Regions from separate parts of the Rattus norvegicus genome. Here region 1 is linked to region 2. A link is a contact called in public Hi-C data. All regions are on one chromosome and are shown on one strand. Each heading gives the region's core, a stretch centred on a gene start, on an enhancer-like site or on the middle of the called end of the contact. The rest is flanking DNA. Distances are from core to core; before and after follow the strand shown. Region 1 has its middle 29 kb from the start of Rdh14. Region 2 has its middle 250 kb from the start of Nt5c1b.

Region 1 (4,178 bases), core at 1,045-3,544, 300 kb before region 2:
GAGAAAAGGCAAGTGAAGTCTCGGGAATGGACTAGAGCACCAATAAGAAGAAAGCAATTGGGGATCTTAAAAAGGAATTTCTCATCCAGCATATATTCCGTCCATCTTTGTTCTGTAAGTTCACATCCTTCTTTCTAAGCCTCGCTTGAGGAACTCTTTTCTGTTCTGGATCCCCATGCTGAATAACTCATGATTCCTTTCCTCTACTGGTTCTACGATATTTGGCTATATTGAATTCTTATAACCATAAACTATAGTTATTTGTGGTGCTCTATTGCCATGGTTAGCATATGAAATTCTCTGGGCTGGTGGCTTAAATGAGAGAACCTTATATTCCCACAGTTTCGGAAGCTGGAAATCATGGTCAAGGTGGTGGTAAGCTTGTTCTCTCTGAGTCTTTCCCCCTTAATTTGTATACTTGTCTTTCCCCGGGTCCTCACTTGTTGATTTCTTCCATTCTCTGTATCTTCGATGCCAGGTACTAAAACACACATTGCTCAATCCCAGAGACTGGCAAAATGGCCATGACCTCCAGCATTCTGTAGAAGATGAAGTATACAGTCATGGTATCTTAGGGGAGGGAGGATGATCCTGATGATATCTGTAGTTGGGGCATAAGAGCCAGTGCATGAAGGAAAAACAGGAAAGATAAATGAAGTCAAATACAGAAGAACATTTCCTATTTAAGGGTGACCGTCTGTGATCTGAAGCTTGCCACAGGGGCAGTAATTTCATAAAGGAAGTTGTGATGGTTACCATATTGTTTGTCACCTTGACTGACTCTGTAATCAACAACAACAAAAACGCCTGTGGGTTTTCTTATTTTTATTTTCATTGTTTAATTATTTTATTTATTTATTCACTTTACATCCTCATCACAAACCCCCTCCCTCCTATTCTCTCAGTCTTCCCACCCCCACTAACCTTTCCCTCTAGTCCTCAGAGAAGGGGAACTGCTCCCTTGTGTACTAAACTGCTCTGGGACGTTTTCTTCCACTAAGAGCCAATCTGGCAGTCCAGCTAGGGAAAGGGAATCCAAAAGCAGGCAACAGAGTCTAAGACAGCCCCTGCTCCAATTGTTAGGGGATCTACATCAAGACCAAGCTACACATCTCCAAATATGCAGGGGACATAGGTACAGTCCCTGCATGCTTTTTGGCTGGTGATCCAGAAGCTTTGAGCCCCCATAGTCCCAAGGTAGTTGACTGAGTAGGTCTTCTTGTGGTGTCCTAGACCCCTCTGGCTTGCTCAATTCTATCCCCAATTCTTCTACAAGACTACGCAAAGACTGCCTGATGCTTTGCTGTGGGCCTCTCAGACAGTTACACTAAGTTTCTGTCTGCAAACATAGAATGGTATTATTAATAGTGTCAGGGGTTGGTTGGCTCTCCCAGGGCATGGGTCTCAAATTGTGGCAGTCATTGGTTGGCTGTTCCATCAGTCTTTACTCCGTCTTTATCCCTGCTCATCTTGTCCTGTCAACAAGATACCCGTGAGTTTTCTTGGTGGCTCTCTTTGATGACATCAACTGACTGGAAAGACCCACCCTTAGTACATCTGGCACCTTTCAGCAGCAGCCTGGATATAAGGAAGACTGAACACCTTTGCTTCTTACCTGCTTGCCTTCATATCTCTCTTGTCCTTGCATTGCTGGTGACTTTTATTCTGTTGCTGCTATCTCTGCCTCAGTCATTCTTCACTGACATTAGAACCCAGCGTCTTCCACTTCCTAATGTGATCCCAAGATCAGTGACTCTATAGGAATTCTCCAGTGCCAGACAGTGACTGCTAGGCATTCAGGGTCATAGATTATGCAGACTCAGTTCTTACCTTCTTCAGTATAAAGACACCCGTGGCTGGACTACTCAGGCTATATTGTATGAACCAATCCCTTTTAAAATAGATTGGTACAATGGGTTCTGTTCCTCTAGAGAATCCTAATGTAAGAGCAACCTTTCTTTTCTCATCCCATGCCATGTAAGGAAAAGGAAAAACATTTTCTATGGAAATAAACACCCAGATTGAAGGAAACTAAATAAATGAGGGGGAAAGGGGGGCAAGATCACAGAATGGCTAGAGTTAACCTGAGAAGTAAGAACTGCGAACCAAAGTAAAGGACTTTGGCTTGCCACATAGGTCACCTGTTTTCGTGAACTCCCAGATAGCAGAATAAAAGGCATGAGCTCACATATGGGATGACTTAAATTGGTGCGAGGGAATGTGTGTGTCACTGTGATGGGGTGGTACGTGCTGCATTATTAGGCCCAGCCTGAGGCCACAGTGCAGTCATAAATCAAGAAGTGGGTGTTTAAAAAACAGTGGAAGTGTTAAGGAAACATGAAGTGGATGACCTGTGGGGCTGGGCTGTTCCTCCCTACAGGAATTTCTGTGACTAATGATGTGGATAAATAAGTGCTCAGCTTTCTTATAACCACACATGCAATTTATTTAATTCTGGAGGTATTATTCAATTCTGGAAGTCTCTTAAGATGATGTGATCTGTTGAAAAAGCTTTCCCACTTCTCAGAATGAACTACAACCTAATTCTCCTATGCAGACTCTGCCTACACTTCATGTACAGAGAGTGGCCACCCACCTTTCTAGTTCAACTTCTTGTTCTTGTTCTCAAAGATCTACCTGATGATGAACTATCTGTTGACTTTTCAAATACCTTTAAAATTAAAACAGCCAAGAAGATTCTGCCTCTTACATTAAAATGTATTTGACCAAAGTCACCAAAATTCATGCCCATTGAGTGAGGGGAAGCTCTAAAGGCTTGTGTGATTGGAGAATGATGGCTGCTTGAGTACATGCTTGAGGTTACACCTCTGCACAAGTATTTGTTAGCTGTCTCTTTATCCCTAAACTTCAAGTCTCTCACTACTTATCACTATGATTGGCAGGATTATTCTGACAGAACTCATTTTACCATCAAATGAACTATATTGGAAGAGGCAGAGGGAGGAAGGGATGGGATAAAGCCAGAGAAGACAAGCTACTCCCCAGTCCCATGAGATTCCTCTCCACTTTGGCATGTGCAGTGGTGTGGTCCTTCTTCAGATCCTGTTTATAGGCAATCATGTATATAATGTTTTATGAGTGTAACTTCTGACATTACTAGGTAACACAATCTCATAGGAACTTCCATCTCTGGTCTCTGAATGCTCATCTGCCCAGGGCAATGGGAAGAGAAAGCCTGCAGTCCAAAATGGTCAAAAATACACAGCGTCCCAGATCATCCCTTCAAAAACTGAGTGAAGCTGGGAAATATTTCTTAGGTATCTGAATGTTTTCTTGGGCTAACTTAAAAAATGGTATCATAATATGATTAGAACATTTTCTCTTTCCTCCTTCTAAAACCTCCCACATACCTCTCCTAGCTCACTTTCAAGTTCATGGCCTCTTGTTTTTCCATTAACTGTTACTGTATGCAAATATTTATACATATATTTATTCCTAAATATAACCTGCTTAGTTTATTTAGTGTTACTTCTATGATGTTTTCAGGACTGACTTTTCAGTATTGTATAACTAACTCTTGAGGTGTGCTTTTCTCTGGGAAGATTATTCTCCTGCTATCAGCCTTCCTTGGTTTCCTGTAATTCTTTGTGTAGGTTTGATGTCTCATAGGATTTTCCCTATCCACTTTGGCATGTGCAGTGGCGTGGTCCTTCTTCAGATCCTGTTTATAGACAACCATGTATATAACGTTTTATGAGTGTACCTGACATTACTAGGTAACACAATCTCATAGCAAACTCCTGGATCTTCCAGCTAACTTTGATAATGTTACAGACCAGCTAGGGCTACAAAGTGAGACCTTATCTAAGAATGAATAAATAAGTCAATAAATTTACACATCTTTGAAATAAAATGTTATAACTCTCAGGCTAGTCTTCACTTTAAATAAATAATATAGAGCCATATCAGATACCCTTTACTAAATTTCCCTATGATAATAAAGTTTAACTAAACTACCGCATAGTGAACAACTTATGCACATTACTGTAGGTGAATTATACAATATTGCTGTGATACAGAGCCTTCACATCCCCCTTCTTATAGTCATTTCTTCTAAAAAACACTTCAATCATCTTGGAAATAAGCATAGGGGAGTTGAGACAGTTCACTGGGTAGGGCGATTGCTGCCAAGCCTGGCATTCTTTGTTCAATTCTCA
Region 2 (3,990 bases), core at 1,207-3,706:
ACTCCAGCCCTTCTTATCAATACTTCCTATAATGACACATGCAAGCTGTACCCATGAGTGGAAGAATTAAACACTTCAGCAGCATTCAAGGAATTCTACCTATTATAGTTGTGCTCCAAAAGCCCTTTATCCACTAAACTTCAGCCAGATGTAGATTTTGTCTATGCCTCGAGCAAGGTGACATTGCCTCTAGCAGAGAGACTGTTCATTTGTGATTTCTGCTGTTTAGATCAGGTTTTTGGTTTAGAAGGCACCTTCACAATGATGACGTTAACTTTACTCAGTCTTCTTTCTAACTTGTGTGCCCTGCTAAACGTCCCTGGTTTGGTACTGGTTTCTGTTTACTGACTTTTACTGTAAAGTATCTCCATCACTCTTGTCTATCATGTGCTATTTGAGAGATGGGTCTTCTTCATTGTGCTTCTAGTGCTCCACGCATGCTGGCACCTCATGTGCTCTGTGTCCTGATAGAAGCCTAGTCATTCTATAAGAGTTGGAGAATACAGTGTATAATCATTTAAGTTCCACACTGAGTGGTTGGTAAAGAATCTTTCACACAGGCCTACAAATCGTGCTATTCTTTTCCGGAGTCTAAAGGTGTTTGAAGATGGCAGAATTCCTTAAAGAGAATTCAAGGGCATTCTGTCACTCCTCCTTTGGAGCTTATAAAATGCATATCTAATGTTAGGACAGGATTACCCTAAACAACTGCCACCATCCCCACTCTGCCTCCTTGAATCCTTATAGAATACATCCTATCTGAACTTGTTCAGAGGAAAGAATGACAGACAGCTTTAGGTTTATATGATGCTGAGTCCAGAGGGAAAATGAATGTACCTGTAGCAACCGTCATTCAGTGTCAGTTCCCAGGTACTATGAGGATACCAAAACACATACAAGGTGATCACAATTGTTATCTTTTCCATTGACTTGAGATATGCCATCTTCAATAGTGGACATGGGTTTGGGAGTGTAATTTTCTACATCTGCAGCACATTAAACCTTTATTTGGTACAATGGCATTCAAAAAACTAATAAAACAACAACAGAAACGGAACATGGATAGCTATTTGTAAGGGAAAAAGATTTTCCCTATGTGACCTATGTTGGGTACATGTGCACAGTAAATGTCACGGTTTCAACATAGTTATTTGGGTTTTAATTATATCTGTGCCTCAAATTAATATGTGGCTTTTTGTGGGGTATAGTTTTCTATAATTCATTTTTTTAGTAATTCAAATTTTTATTGAATATATTAAGATACCTTTAGCATTCTGAGCCAAAGAATCTCACTTGGGCAATATAAAACTCTAATATTTTATATCAATTGTTATATACATTAACATAGACACAATCATTTTCATAGTCATTTATAATATTATATATGTATATATATGTGTGTGTATGTAAATACATAAAAGTGATATCTTTTATTTATATTCAATGGTCAGTCATGGAGTACAAGTTTATAAGTAGTTTGCAAGTCCATTCATTCATAGAATTGCAATCATCCTTGGCATTTGCAGAGGATTGGTTCCAGGCCCCAGTTCAATTGTCCAAATCCACAGATGCTTGTGTCTGTTATATACAACTATATAAAATGATATAGCATTTCATATAACCTAAACACATATTCAGTTCTTTAAATTATTTCTATATTATATTTAATACAATGTAAATAGTATGAAAATAGTTGCTCTTCTGTATTGTACAAGGAATAATGACAAGAAATATGTGTATTTGTTCAGCACAGACATAAAATTTTAGATGGTTTTGGTCTGTGGCTGGTTGTGGAATCTGTGGGTATAGAAGGGCAGGTTCGCAGACAACTGTTCTACTGTGATGGGCAGATGTGTGGTCTCTGGCTGAATTTTAGCCTACCAAGTCGAAATCAAAATAACTTTAAGAAAGTGCTACCTGCTTAAGCCTTTTAATGGTCAATCAGGAATTTCCACTCCGGTTATTTCTGAGCAAACTGAGATCTCACTGATGTGATGTGACAGCAGTTGCCAGGTTTGATCCGACTTGGGAGATTTTGCCAAGCATTTCTATGTCCCCTGGGCTGGAGACCAAAATACATAATTAATTTTTGCCCAGGCCTGTGGGAGTACATATGACTTGTAATAAAACAAGCTACTGGCATTCCTACCTTTGGAGGGTATTCATTTCACTAGGGAGAGTGAGGTAGAAGCTATTAGTAAAACTATGTTGATCTTCTTTCAGGGGAGGGAAAATTGAGCCTCGGGGTGAAAAGGAGAGGGTTCAGAAAGAATAGCTGATGTGTGAGAGATAATTCTGTTTACATGGGTAAGAGGTGTCAGAGTGGCATTACTCATGAGACAGATTGGAACAGAATGTTGCAAATCACTTTCAAGATTTTTGTTGGACTTCCCCATATATTTGGAGGTTGGAGTCAGGATTACTGGCTTTGGTAATTAATCCTTCTGAGACTGCATTCTTTGCTACTGAGAAGAGGAGTGATTCAGGGGCCCATCCTGCTAAATCAAGATAGTGTGTGACCTCTGGAAGCAAGAGGACTTTTCCTCACTTGGCCAGTAAAACAGAATCCGGGAGCATTGTGACGAGTAAACCAACAGAGGTGTTGTTTGATGGGCTGCAGAGATTTCTGAGGAGATGCGTTTGGTACATTTTGAGAATGAAATGTACGCAGTGACAAAGTCAGAGGCCAGCAATGACTAGGGGCTATGTGAAATTACAGAAAGTGGGCCCTTAATGAATGCCAGTAGTTTTAAACACCATGCATTTCCACAGCAGCTTATTAACGTTTTCTTTCAGGGCTGCTCTGTATACCTGTTTGTTTGTTGAGCTTGGATTCACAGGAGCCAGTGTATTAATAAGTTAATTAATTAATGTTAATTAATATGACAGCTGTAGAAAAAGACATTCCATCAGTTTGCTCTGGACAAAGCTATGATGCTCAAGCGATTATTTTGCCAACTAGAGTATCCATATCTTATGTCACTCTGCAATTCCTTCTAACATTTCCAGACACTAATTCAGACCCAACAGGGACTGTATAGGCTACATTTTTCTCTTTGCTTTTTGTCAAGGAAAAATCAGATCACTTATCTCCTACTAAACTGATTAGTTCTATAAGAAGATAAGAGAAGATTTTGCCCCATTTAAAAGTTAAGGTAAAAGGGGTCCTGTTTCCTAGCATCCGAGGATATAGGAGTCAGAATCAGTACAAATCTTTGAGAGATACTTGTAATATTTTTAATAAGTAAATAAAATTATATAATGTTTTCCCCCTGTGGCAAAAAATCTAGTCATTTAGATACCATAAACTTATACCAAAAAGGAATATGTTGATCACATTTGCTATTACATATTTCTAACTTCACAATGTTAGACTTCTTCTCTCTTTGAGCTTAAACATTAGCCTGAGATGGGATGAGCCAAAAAGGGACTTTTGAAAGCCAAATGACATATGAGATCCCATCTTTCTCAGTGGTTCCTGTCTCTGACCTGGAAGCAGAATCTGGATTTTTATTTCTTAGGGACTGCGTCACTCTGTTCTGTAATTCTTCTGCTCTTCTGCCCATGTGCCTGGGTATAAACTCCATGAAAACTAGGCTTTAGTGAATTAAATGGCTTGATAATTCACTCTTCTACTTTGTGCCCATGGCATAGTAGGAACTGAAAAATATGTCATTGGATGATCACATGGAAGTTATGAAGATGTTTGTAAAGACTCTATTATTATGTGTCAGCATACATTAAGTGTGTATGGATGTGTCTGTGCCTTGGTTTAAGGTGTGGATGTCAGGGCACAGCTTCACAGAGTTAGTCTATTTCTTCTACCTTTATTTTGGTTCCAGGGATTGAACTAAAGATATTAGGCTTGCATAGCAAATGCTTTTACCAGTGAAGCCATCTCATGGTCTCTGGAATATCATTTTGAATCTACTGAACCCTTCGGGCTCTGCATGTGATGTAAATGTCTGGCCCAGGCATTACTAGCTTTGT

The links. Hi-C and Micro-C count contacts between places; a contact is called where the count stands out from the background.
Region 1: a Hi-C map of the A7r5 cell line shows a contact between it and region 2, with 2.5 times the contacts expected there. The contact joins two enhancer-like sites. A contact is called at or near these places in 2 of 12 Hi-C or Micro-C datasets (the A7r5 cell line and the Rat2 cell line).

The regions. Positions count from the first base shown.
Region 1 is chr6:38,902,812-38,906,989 of GRCr8, reverse strand. No RefSeq gene overlaps it. Among named protein-coding and RNA genes, the nearest start is that of Rdh14, 29 kb to the right of the region's middle. Within about 2 kb of position 2,294, at least 2 of the 93 cell types and tissues checked have an H3K27ac peak or open chromatin away from gene starts, as enhancers often do. A contact at or near this core is called in the A7r5 cell line, where this site is marked.
Region 2 is chr6:38,608,002-38,611,991 of GRCr8, reverse strand. No RefSeq gene overlaps it. Among named protein-coding and RNA genes, the nearest start is that of Nt5c1b, 250 kb to the left of the region's middle. Within about 2 kb of position 2,456, at least 3 of the 93 cell types and tissues checked have an H3K27ac peak or open chromatin away from gene starts, as enhancers often do. A contact at or near this core is called in the A7r5 cell line, where this site is marked.